Linked DNA regions of Gossypium hirsutum: region 1 is linked to region 2. A link is a contact called in public Hi-C data. All regions are on one chromosome and are shown on one strand. Each heading gives the region's core, a stretch centred on a gene start, on an enhancer-like site or on the middle of the called end of the contact. The rest is flanking DNA. Distances are from core to core; before and after follow the strand shown.

Region 1 (6,837 bases), core at 3,380-5,879, 880 kb before region 2:
ATAGAGGTTTACAGTTAGTGTCAGATCTTATTGATGATACAAACAGAAAATGGAAGATGGAGTTGATAAATAGTACCTTTCCAGCAAACACAGCTCGGAAAATTCTGCAAATTCCTTTAGCAGAGTCCAATTATGAAGATACTCAAGCTTGGAAAGGGGAATTATCTGGCGAATATTCAGTGCGCAGTGCCTAGAAACTATTACAAGATGCTATTCCGAATCCTAGTAATTATTTATTACATGCCGAAACTAAAAAAATTTACAGGAAATTGTGGAATTTACAACTATCCTCTAAAATCTCAATTACTATCTGGAGAATTTCCTGGGACTTTATTCCCAAACTTGTTAATCTTAAGCACAGGAGAGTCATTGCAGATGATAAGTGCCCCCGTTGTCATGCTTGGGCAGAAGATAGCCTCTATATTTTTCGTCAATATCTACAACAACAGAAGTTTGGCAACTTTTAAACTTATCCTGGGTCATGGAAAACATAAACCAAAGTCTATGGGAGTGGCTAACCTGGGTATTCAAAAGAGGCACTGAAGCTCAATGCCGACTCTTCTGTTACGCTTTATGGTTAATATGGTTTTCCAGGAATCGGCTCATGCATGAAAGGAAAACTACAACAAGAAGGGAATTAGCACAAAACATAAGGAGGCATATGGCAGAAAATGAAGGAGCGAAAGTATTATAGTTTCTAGGTAACATAAACAGATATTACAGAAGCAAGGAGGACATACCGAGGGTTACAATACAGTTTGATGCAGTGTTTGATAGTAGAAATTATAAATCGGCCACAGGTCTGGTGGTATGGGGTCTGAGGGGAGAACTTTTGGATTTAAAGATGATTATTCATAACAACATTCCCTCTCCATTTGCAGCAGAAGCATATGCATGTTTAGAATGCACAAAGTTAGGGATCTTGATGGGAGTTCGTTCGATTAAAATAATAGGGGATTCCAAAACAACAATCAGAAAATGTCAGACGACTACAACAAATAAGTTCGTGATTGGAGCTATTATCAAAGACATCTAGAACAAGAAAACTTGCTTTCAAGAGATCATCTTTCAGCACATTCAAAGATCAAAAAATTCGCAAGAACATAGACTAGCAAAAGAAGCATTAGATAGATGAGGTAACTCATCCTGATAGGAGAAGAATTGAATAGCCACACAATAGAATCGGAGAGAATATGGCCAAGAAACCCAGACTGAGGAAATGTTTGGGAGAAATGATTTCAAAAGAAGATAGGCAAGAAAATTAAACCCTTGGAAACTGCTATCGTCAGAAGGGATTGAATATTTAAATGACAACTCGGAGCTTTAATGGAATCCAGTCGTTTGAAATGATTGGGGTAGATATTAGGTTTCTTTTTTGCCGTTTCATTTATTGCATTTAGTTACCATTAAGTTTTTAGTTTCAATAGCTAGTTGGAGGCTTTCACCATTACTAGTGTAGTGAGGCCGGTTTTATTTCTGTTTGGTTTTTTTTGGATGTAAGTGGCCTGGATCAAAAGTCATGTTGGGCCCTTAGTTATTTTCTTATTTTTCAATTAATAAAACTACCAGGTCTTCTATAAAAAAAATTATTTGATTGAAAAATATTTATATTATGGAATTTATATATATAAATTAATATTATATAAAAAATATAAATATAATAGATGGTGTTGGCAATTCCATTTTTGTATTGGTCAATATGTTCCATCCTTATCTTAAATCAAAACTTATGTTTTGTTTTGATTCAAATTTTGATTTTAAGCTTATGTAGTCTAATATCAGTTGCATCGGTACATATGATTTTTGTACTTATTGATATAAAATTTTAATATTTTAATTATTTTATCTTATTTGTTTTTGTCTTTTTTTATAGTTACATTAAAAAGAAAATACAATCAATAAATTAAGTTATTGATCGTAATTAATAATTTAAAATTTATATTTGTATATCGTATAATTGAAATATATTTACAGGTATATATAAAATTTCTTTTAAATATATCCATAAATTTAAAATAGTATAGTAAAATACATCAACGCAAACCAATATTAGAAAGAACAATTATACATCAATTAATACAGTACTAGCATGCTTGAAAATATTATCAATTTTTCTTTCCATATTTATTTTTGCACGTATATAAATTTATTAGTATAAATATTATTTAATTAAAAAGAAGTAGATATGGAGCAAATCCCCATCCATTTGTATTACAACCTCGTTCTTCTTTCCTGCTTTTTTTTCTTTTGAATTTCATATTTTTGTTGAAGTTTAAAAAGAAAAGAGTAATTACATATTGAAGAAAATTAAATAAATTAAAAGATAATATTTTCAGTGATTTAATTTTTCACATAATAATTTAATTCTTTAATTTTATAGAAAAATAGTTATTTTAACTTTACATTTAAGTTTTTTTAGATCTAAATTTTCGTTTTTTGTCAAATCACTTAGAATGAACGAAAAATTTAATTTTTTTTTAAATTTTGTTGACATTGCATACATATAGATTATCACATGGATGACACGTAAGCATTTAATTAAATTTTTAAATTTTAAAAAATTCAAAAAAAATAAAAACTATTTTTAAAAATTAAAAATGATTAATATTGTTTAAAAATTATTTAAATTTTTAAAAAATTAATTAAATGTTGACGTGTCATCTATGTGACAATCCTTGTGTATGTCACATCAATAAAGTTATTAAATGTTGACTTTTCAATCCATTTGGAGTGGTTTGACCAAAAACTACAAATTCAAAGGCAAAAAAAATAAATAAATAGAGGACTCAAAATACTTTTTTTTAATAAATTTGGAGGGCAAAAAAATTATTATGCCTTAAAATTTTTAAAACATATTTAATAATCCATAATAAAAACAAATACAAATAATAAGATTTTTCTATAAAAAAAGTGAAAAATAATATATAAATAAAGAAATGCTTATCATTTAATTTTGTTTCGACCCTTAATTTTCCGGTTTATCAAATAAAAGAAGTTAGTTGTTTGATTTAATGTTTTAAATCTCGTCAAAATTTTACCTATTAGACTAATATGAGGTGATTTTTGACGAGTAGAAATCCCCTGGCCCTAGTTCCCTGCCCCAATCCGTGCCTTCTTCTCAAAATTAGCCTCTTCTCCGTTTTTCTTTACAAGTTCTCTTTTCGCAAATCTTTTTTTTTAAAAATAATTTTAACTGAAATTATAATTAATTTTACAATTTGTACATTAGTTGTAGATGAAATAAAAATTAATAATAATAAAAAAGACTTGTAGACGCGGTTAATTTTGAGTAGGGGCACAGATGGGAGCAGAGAATAGGGCAGGGGAATTTTACTCTTTTTAAAAGAAAATTAACATAAGTATCAATGAAAAAAATGTATATGTTGAGAATAATGTTATCAATACGTATAATGTATATTTTACTATCATATTCCCACCTCTTTTATACAAACAAAATAGTGTAGTAAAACTCTAAACCATGCAAGAGACCGTTATCCGTTACAGTCATGGCAAATGGGTGACCCGTTCCTATCGATTTATTCCTAATGTGATTACTGTAGGTATTGATGGTTTTGTTGCAAAGATTGATGCTCAAATTGATATCAATTGTATGCTATGAATATTTGTTCTCTTGGAACTTTTATTGCTGATTGTAAGTTGGACCAGGTTTGACTTCAGCATATTTACATGGAGGGGAATCCCGTTGCTGACATGTTGGGGAGTAGCGTTTTGAGTAGTGGATTTAGTAAAAATTGCAACAGCGATGATCTTTTGTGTTTTTGCTCTTTCCCACCGGACTTTTTGCAGGCTGATGCCTCTGGTATGGCTATGTACCGAACAGTGCTTTAACTTTAATGATTAGAGGGAAAAAAAAAAAACAAAACAAAAACTCTAAACCAGGATAAGATTTGAGGAGGTAATTAAATCACAAGGGTACACAAAAAGAAGAGGAAAAAGGCAAAAAAGTAATCTCACATAACATGTACAAAATCTGAATAGAAGTTAAAAATGGAATTTCTTTTTATAGAAAAAATAAAAAACCTCAGATCACGTGGTCCTATTGATCAGTCGGTGTCGCCAGCTCATTCACTGCTATATTTTACTAACAAGTCGAAGCATGGTCAAGCTGAAGCCAAATGCAACTCAATCCCCCTTCCTTCAAAGTGCCGCTGCTTCTCTCTGGACCTCTCTTCATTTCTGAATCTCTTTTTTTTTTTTAATAAAACCCTACAACTTTTAGCTAAAAACATTCAATGTCCTTTTTCTTTTTTACCTTATTCCATAAATAACACTGCTGTTGCTTTCTTTGCCAGCAATGGCAACTGTTTCCACCTCCCTAACTCTGCCTACAATAACAATGGAAAACAAAATTAATTAATATTTTCACTGTCTTCATAATTAATAATCTGCATGCAATGAGCCACAAGTTTTAAAAAAGTAAAATTACTTGTTTTGGCTAAGTTTAATTGTCCCTCCAGCTAGCATATGCTATTCTTGTATGTCAAATGCAATGCAAAGAAAGAAACCCAATACCAACTTTACTAGTATTAATTGGAGTAAATAATTAACCACGATGCTTATCTTTGTGGTTCACAAATTTTTATATATATGCATGCATAGAGGTGGTGTGGCTAATGAGTGTATGATAAAACTCTAGAAAGGAAAAAGTGAAAACGGATTTAAGACTAAAAAAACTAAAGACTGTTCCTTGGAATCTTCATAGAAAGTTTTCCAAGTGTGTTTGAGAAACACGAAGCATACGGGGATTGGTCCTATAGAAGAGGGTAAAGAATGTCAAAACCTCTCATCTTTTACCTTTTTTTTTTTTAATTTCTATGAGGTATCATCATTCATATTTTTTTTATATGTATATATAAATGCAGATCAACCAGCACTGATGGATGGGATTATGATGATGATGGTCAAGCAAGTACTGCTAAAAAATGAATTCCAATGTGGTGTTCCCATCTCCATTGCCATTTTTTCATCTTAATTTGGTGCTATCCTACGTGAGCTTTGGTGTTTTTAAAGAATTCTTAGAATATTTTTCTTTTCTTTTATATATCAAAATAGTTGAACAAAATACAAATGATAGTGGCACTGTGGAGGTGGGGAAGCAGAAAAGAAGGTAAAATTTGAAGATTAAATTAAATTTTTTTTATAAGTTTTGGGAATTAATTTTTTAAAATTATAATTATCCAAATAATATATAAAATTAAAAATTAAAATTATTATTATACAAATTTTTTAACTTTCACTTCACTCAACAAAATTTTAACTATACTCAACAGAAATGAAAAAAAAAACAATTTTGAATAGTTGATTCACCTTTTGTTCATTTTTTCTACTATTTTATTATTTTATCGATTATGGTAGAGCTTTGGAGCAAAAGAAAGCTTCTTAGGATCTTCACCTTCGTGCAGTCTCCAAGAGAAAAGAAAAACAGTAAAAGATGTTTTTTAAAAATAACTAATACTTGGAGGATTTTGTATTCAAAGCTGGTCATCATTGAATGCCAATTCTGGCCAGAGAAAAACAAACATAAAAAGAGAGAGAGAGAGAGAGAGAGAGAGAGAGAGAGAGAGAGAGAGAGAGAGAGGGGCAATTAACATGTCATGACAAAAAAAGATCACATCATGGGCATAACATGCATGAATTCAAAAAAACAACCATACATCAAGCTCCCCATGCTTCCTTATATATAAATACAAACATCTACTCGGTTAGTTGTAATAGTATCAAGGGAGGGTCCCTATAGAATTTATTACGTTTTATTAATTTTTTTCCTTGTTTTCCATGTTGTTTTGAAAGCTCATGGCATGCTTAGACATGTATAATTCGGAGCACAAAGGTCATCATCATCACTGCCCCCCAATGAGTCCAAGAATCTCATTCTCAAATGATTTTGTTGAGACTCAGCAGGTTATGAAGCAAGAGAGGAACTCAAGGGAGGCTCCAGTGTCGTCAGACTTTGAATTCTCAGTATCAAACTACTCCATGATGAGTGCTGATGAGCTTTTTTTTAAGGGTAAGCTTTTTCCATTTAAAGATAATTGTAATAATCAAATGCAAAGGACTTTGAGGGAAGAGCTTCTTGCTGGAGATGATGATGATAATAATGTGACACTAACGCCTCCTAAGGGTTCCACAAGGTGGAAGGGATTTCTGGGGCTCAAGAGAACCCACATTGGTTCCAAAAAAGCTGATAAGATTAATGAAGTGTCCATGGAGAGAATGGGTGACAATAAAAGGTTTGCTTTTGTTCATGAGGACACCCATGTCGCCAAAACTTCACAGGTAAGAAAATAAAACAAACCCTTTATTTCATTTATGAAGCTAACTATTAGGTTTGTTTGATCTGATTTCATCAATGCTCCTTTATTGCAGGAACTTTTGACTGAAGGAGGGTCAGGTTACAGGAATGTGGAGATTGGAATATAGTTACATTTCTTGAAGGGCATCATAACTTGTAGAAATATGGAGTATGTTTTTAAAGGAAGATTGGAGGGTGGCTTTCTTTTCTTTTTCTTTTTTTTTTTTGAAGATCTAAATTAATTTGTAATAGTGGGGTTGGTTTGATTTTTTTTTCTCTGCTTCATTTGGGATTTTACTGTTCTTATTTTTCTTTTGTTTTTTAACGTCTTAGGATTTGGTTGTTTAGCTGTTCCTTTGTACAAAATGTTTGCAGTTCAAGAATTTAGTTGTAATGTTCAGCAACTGATAGATCTGTATTAAGTCATGTTTTTCTGGCTCGGATCTACTAATGTAATTTCCTCTTTTGATTTGGATCTGTTCATGTATTTTACTATTATTATTGAAAGTTGGGATCTTGAACGG
Region 2 (6,326 bases), core at 2,796-5,295:
GATCATATCATAACTTTTTTAAATTCGATGACTAAAACATAATTTAAACCATACATAAATAACTGAATTTATAATTTATCTTATAAAAAATGAAAACTAAGGTAGGATACTTTTTTTATGTAAAAGGTACCTCCTCAAAAAAATCACATTTTATGGTTGAGAAAGTGTAAAAAAAAAAAAAAGAAAAATTGATGGTTCATTAAAAGAACTATCGATACAAAGTCATAGACGAATGCAACTTGCTGAATTAAGTTAAAAAAATAATTTTTAAAACTTAAAAATGTATATTTAATTAAATAATGGGTTCATTGTAGAGTTGTCCATGGGTTGAGTCGAACTATAACAAAATTTTAAGTCCAATTGCTAGGTCTGGGACCGGCCCAGGCCGAAAAATGGGCATAAATTTTTACCTAAGTTTTACTCGGATAAAAATGTTAAAACTCGAGCTTGACCCGGCCCATATTAATTTTATTTTTTATATAAAAGTTTTTAAAAATACAATACATACTCTAAAAATATTAAAATAAATATTTCCCAACAAATAAAAAATAAATTAAAAAAAGTCTTTATACTAAAATAGTAGTAAAATTGACAAGAAAATAAGTATTATACAATATTCAAACATTAGCAACAAAATAATAGCAATATAATAGTAAAATGATGGCAAAATAGTGACAAAAAATGGGAAAACACAGTAAAATATGAAAAAATAGCAGCAAAAACAATAGTGTTTTTTTTTTAAATTTAGGGCGCCTTGGGCCAAAAAAACCTTACATGAGGCCCAATTCGTTTTCTAAATGAGCCTTATTTTTTTGCTCAATTTCATTTTTCGAGCCTATATTTTTGCCTAAACCCTCCCATTTTTCGTGCAGGTTGGAAACTCTAGTTCATTGATTTCTCACCATAAAATATGTTTAAACATAACTTTTTTTCAAAATTAGTTAATGAAGTTTTAGTTGTATTAGTAAATGATAATATTTTGATATTAGTAAATGTTAATATTTTGAGCTTGCAGTGTTTAAGTTTAAAGTTTAGTGTACACATTTATGTATGTATGGGTTTTTAATCTAATTTTTTTTTTATCCAAATTCACACATATATATTTTTTTGAGCATAGATTCACATATATTTTGATTAATTAATCCATTGTGCATATGAAAGTTTAATTTTAAAAGTAATTATACAAATATATTTATTGTATTGTAATTCTTTTGTACATTGCATGGTGTGAATCTAATTGTAGTTGTAATTACAAATTGTTATTTTCCCTCCTAAAATCTTCCTCAAAATTAGAGAATAGAAAATTGATCTCATTTATACTAAAAATTGAAAAATAAGGTATGCCAATTTAAGAAGTCGGGAATTAAAGTATTTTAGACTAAAATTGTTAGTTATTATCACCATAGAAAATTGCCATTGATTTTGAATTTGTGATTAATTTAATAATGGTGGTTTTGTTTGTTACAATGTCAATTGAAATTTGTGAGGATGGAGGAAAGGGGGCCCTAATTCAAGCGAATGATGCTTAAGTGTTTGGTGGCGGAGACTTACACGCCTTTTTCCGATCAATAATTTAATTATGGCCGCAAACGGCACGCAGCCGCTACTAAAATTTTGAGCTTTTCAATCTGTCTCCTACTTTACATGAAAAAAAATTACCAGCAAACATTCTCATCAATGTTAAATATGCTTTTAAGTTGGGTAAATGTATTATGCATATTTTCGTATTAAAAGTTACATCATATTTTATCTTTTTTATTTATAAAATAAAATAAAATTAATTCTTGTATATTAGATCAAAGAGTAAATATTTTTTTGTTAAAAAATTCACCAATTTCTACTATTAAAAAATGACCTATGTACGTCAACATGAGGTAAACATAATGTGTCACGTATAATTATTTGGTCATTCGATCAACCGTATCGGTTTATAACAATAGAAATGGATGAATTAATTTAATAAAAACAGTCCGTTTGCTATTCGCTTTTTAAATAAAAAATTAAAATATAATTTAACTTTTAACACTTGAATATCCATATTATTTTTATAATAGTATGGTACAAACGGGCTAGTATGGGCTAGCCCTCCTAAAATAACAAAAACTCATATTGAACTTTTTATATTTTATAAAATTTAAATTAGTAAATAGTCAATTTATACTTTAATCTCTTAAATTTAATAAAATTTAATTTAATACTTTAACTTTTATAAAAATATAAACTAATATAATAATAAAACTATATTTTTACTCTCATAAAAATATATATGTTTTACAAAAATAATTTCTAGCTTGTCACGTGAAGTTGTATGGAGCCTCACAAAAACGAAAAACCCAAAGTTTTGAATTCAAAAATCCTAAGGTATAATATCTCCCCAAATCCCTATACTCTTTAAAATTTAAAATTTATCCAAGTGAGTTAAACCAAGTGTTTGGTTAGTGGAATTTGATTGATACAGTGTCCAACACCATAACACGTGCCAAATAGATTATGGTATCATAAATTGAGATTAGAAATCAAAGTCAAACAAGAGGTGGATTTGTTTAAAATAGATTCCTTGAAGCATTTATTTCCCATAAATGCTAATCTCATTATTTTACACTACTACATTGGAACACCCCCTTCATTTTCAATTTCACCCCTTCTCCATTGTCTTCTACTTATCTATGAAGAGGGTGACACTGTTAAATTCATTTTATCTATTTAATTTAATTTGACATTTTATGAAAGTTGAAAAAATTTGTTCCAAGTGAAGTAAAAATGTCACAATTTGGGTCTTAACTAAAAAATAGAAAAATCATAGGCACAATTTTAAGTGAAAATTATAGCTAATAACTAAGTCTTGTTTGATAAATTGAAAATGTTTAGTATATAGTTCCATTATAAAACTGTCTGTTATGTTAATAAAAATAAAGTATGGAATATATTTATATTGTTTAATAAAATATTTAATTTTTAAAATGATTTATTTCATAATTTTAATCTTACTAATATGATATTTATATTATTTTTGATAGTTTTGAAAAAAAAATTAATATAATAATTTGAATTTTTCATTTTTCTAAAAGGAATATTTCTTTTTTTTAACAAAATATTTTGAATATTTTTTTAAAAAAAATAAAATCAACTTCTTCTTTTTTCAATTTAGATAATTATTTTATTCAATTAAAAATTTGAATTAATTGAAACTTTATTAAGAGTTAAATAATGATTTATCAAAAACAGAGTTAATCTAGAAAAAATTCACACTAATCACAATATCACAATTTTTAACTATTACAATAAGTATATTACTCTTAGCTATCAAGAAAATTGAGAATTTTTTAAAAAAAAAATTGTTTTGGCTTTAACTCAAAAAGCTATACTAATTTATTTGATTCTTTAAAAGTAGTACCTACGATTATATTCAATAGTTAAGTTTCAAAATTGTGCACACAAAAAATATTGAATTATAATAAACTATTTAAATTATTTATTCCAAATAATTCAAAAACTATAACAAATCAACTTTATAATTTGAAAATTGAATCAAATTTTTTTAAAATATAATTCTTATTATTATTCATACTTCAAATTCTTAAATTAAAAAATATTATGTACTTTAAATATGTAACAATGATATGAATATACAATGATGTTTATTGAACTAAAATTTAATAAATCGGAAAATTAATCATGAATGAAATGAAATCTTGGTGGTATAAGAAGAATGTGATGCATGGTTTGATGAAGACAATTTCTATATTTGTTTTATCCACCAAAATCGTCGCTGGGTTAAATTTGGTTTGAGATTTGAGTAATTAGTTCATAAAAGAAGAAGCAATCACTTCCTTCCTTCCTTCCACTTGACACGGCCGTACGCTTTTAGATTTGTGAAATAGGGCCAGGGCCGCCTTTACCTTGACTAGCTCTTTGGCGTTTTTGCACAAACTAATGTACATAGCTGTACCAATCATAAACAACAAAAATATATGATTTTAGATTCATTTAAAAAACACTAAGAAAACAAGGCTTATATATTTGTTTCCCTTTCGTGTCATAGTTTTCCACGAGGCAAAAGAGGAAAATAGAAGGCTCAACTTTGCTCCACTGTTTACTTCACAAGGATTTTGCCTCCTCTTTGGCTACTTCTTCTTCCTTTCTTTGGTTTTAGCCCCCTTCTTGGCATTGTTTTAATAGCAGCTGAGAAAACAAAGGCAAATACAATATGGATAATTCCAATGAAGCCTCCTCTTTTTCTTCGGCTTTGTGAATATATATATTTACACACTTTAATCTCTTGTTTTCATTTTTACTTTCTGGGGTTGCTTCACCTTCTGCCAAACACATCTATGGCTGAATACGTCTGTTTGTTTCACAAGGTACCCTTTATTTTTTCACTTCATTTTGCTGTCTGGGTTCTTTTCTTTGCTGGGTTTGCACTTGGTTTTCTTTTGTGACGCTTAAAAATGACTCAAATTTCTGTTGAATGGCCCTGGATTGTGTCGAATGATGCCAAAGCTCAAATTTTTCGAGAAAAAGTATTTTGATTTTCCTTGATTCCCTGCTCAAACATTTTCATTTTGTTAAGTTAGTAGTTCCGTCTTTGTAAACAATATATTGCTGGGTTTGAAGGATAATTTGTGTTTGCATGTTTGGATCTGGGTTTTTCTCCACTTGTTCTTGAACCAACATTGTATTATTTTTTTTGTTTCTGTTTTAGGACTCTGATAAAACTATTAAAATGGGTTTTAAGTTTTAACTTTCTCTTCTATTTCCCTTTTTCTTTTACAGAGGGCACCTTTACTTTTTTTTAGCTTGCCTAGTTACACCAGTTTGAAATATATCTCAGAACAATTCCTCTTTACTTTGCTACTAAAAGTGTTTGCTTGTATGTCAAAATCTTAATATTTTTCCTCCTTTTCTATGCAGGAGACAGTAATTGTAAAGTCTCCCAAGAAGTCTCCAGTGTTCTTAAGGACAATAGTTTTATTGTTTGGTATTGTGTGTGGTATTTATATCTGTACAGTCTGTTTAAGGCAGATAAATACAGTTAGCAAGATCAAAACTCAGAACCTCCAACTCATTGAGAGTCCATCTCCAGATAGGAACATTCTTGCACAATTAGAAGCTCGAATTCCTACCTTGCATTACCCTAAGCCTCAAACTTTTAGCAGGTAAACATGTATACTTCCATTTGGAGTTTTTTTTTTCTCTTATTTTTAGTTAAATTATCTTAAGATTTTGGTTTTTAATACTTTGGTAGGGGTGAATGCATACAAAATCCGGTACGATTCTTTGCCATATTGTCGATGCAAAGGTCAGGAAGTGGATGGTTTGAGACTTTGCTAAATAGTCATATTAATATAAGCTCAAATGGGGAGATATTCTGTGCAATGGATAGGAGGAAAAACATTTCAACAATTATGCAGACTTTAGATAGAGTTTACAAGTTAGATTGGTTCAATAGTGCTTCCAAGAATGAGTGCTCTGCTGCTGTTGGCTTCAAGTGGATGTTGAATCAGGTAAGTAAATGTAGTTGAATTTTCAAACAAATTTTACCATTACAAAATTACAATTATATATATTTGTGTTCCTATGTGATCTGATACCTTTTTCTTATACATAAAAATGAGAAAAAAATGTTTGACAAGATCCCTTCCAAAAAGAAATTGAATTTGCGAGGCTTTGGTCAGGAGACCTCTAACTGTCATTGAATCAAGTTTTGAGGGAATTTCTGGTTAAATGTTAAAGACTTCAGATTTGCTTGCTTGTATGTTTTATCTGTAGTGTACTTACTTTTAGATATATGATTTTTGTATCTCCCGATTTCTATACAGTGATTAACCATAGAAGAAGTCATGCGAGAGGCTGAGTTTAAGATGGTCATTATTCTATATGATGGATGGAAATTATTTGAATCCCAGGGGTTGCTTTATGGTTTATTTGCTAACTGCTAGATTTATTTTTATGCAGGGATTGATAGAGTACCATAAAGAAATAGTAGAATACTTCAATTATCAGGGAGTTTCTGTCGTATTTCTCTTCCGAAGAAATTTGCTTCGAAGAATGGTTTCATTGCTTGCAAATTCACATGACCGTTATGCTAAGCTATTAAATGGAACCCACAAGTCTCATGTTCATTCACAGGAAGAGGTATTTGTCTCTATACCTATCCCACCATAGACACACTCTTTTGCCCTTTTTCTTTTTGTCTTTCATTGTTGGAGAATCTTGAAATTATTGCTAGTCACTTAATGTAGGCGGCTGCTCTTTCAAGTTACAAGCCGATAATCAACTCTACATCATTAATAAGTGATCTGAGAGAAGTGGAGATGGATGCTGTC

Evidence for each region. A called contact is a pair of places that touch in the nucleus more often than the background predicts.
Region 1: a Hi-C map of leaf shows a contact between it and region 2, with 2.0 times the contacts expected there. The contact joins the promoter of LOC107897673 here to the promoter of LOC107901437 in region 2. A contact is called at or near these places in 2 of 34 Hi-C or Micro-C datasets (both in leaf).

The regions. Positions count from the first base shown.
Region 1 is chrA11:31,798,970-31,805,806 of Gossypium_hirsutum_v2.1, reverse strand. LOC107897673 reads left to right here and starts at 4,629. Exons shown (of 4, transcript XM_016823209.2): 1 at 4,629-4,784; 2 at 4,884-4,955; 3 at 5,812-6,297; 4 at 6,388-6,788. The coding sequence starts at 4,944. The coding sequence ends at 6,441. LOC107897692 (a long non-coding RNA gene) reads right to left here and starts at 1,385. Exons shown (of 9, transcript XR_001684252.2): 1 at 741-1,385; 2 at 520-620; 3 at 77-437.
Region 2 is chrA11:30,915,267-30,921,592 of Gossypium_hirsutum_v2.1, reverse strand. LOC107901437 (nodulation protein H) reads left to right here and starts at 4,045. Exons shown (of 6, transcript XM_016827455.2): 1 at 4,045-4,361; 2 at 4,912-5,156; 3 at 5,246-5,504; 4 at 5,956-6,135; 5 at 6,243-6,326. The coding sequence starts at 4,221.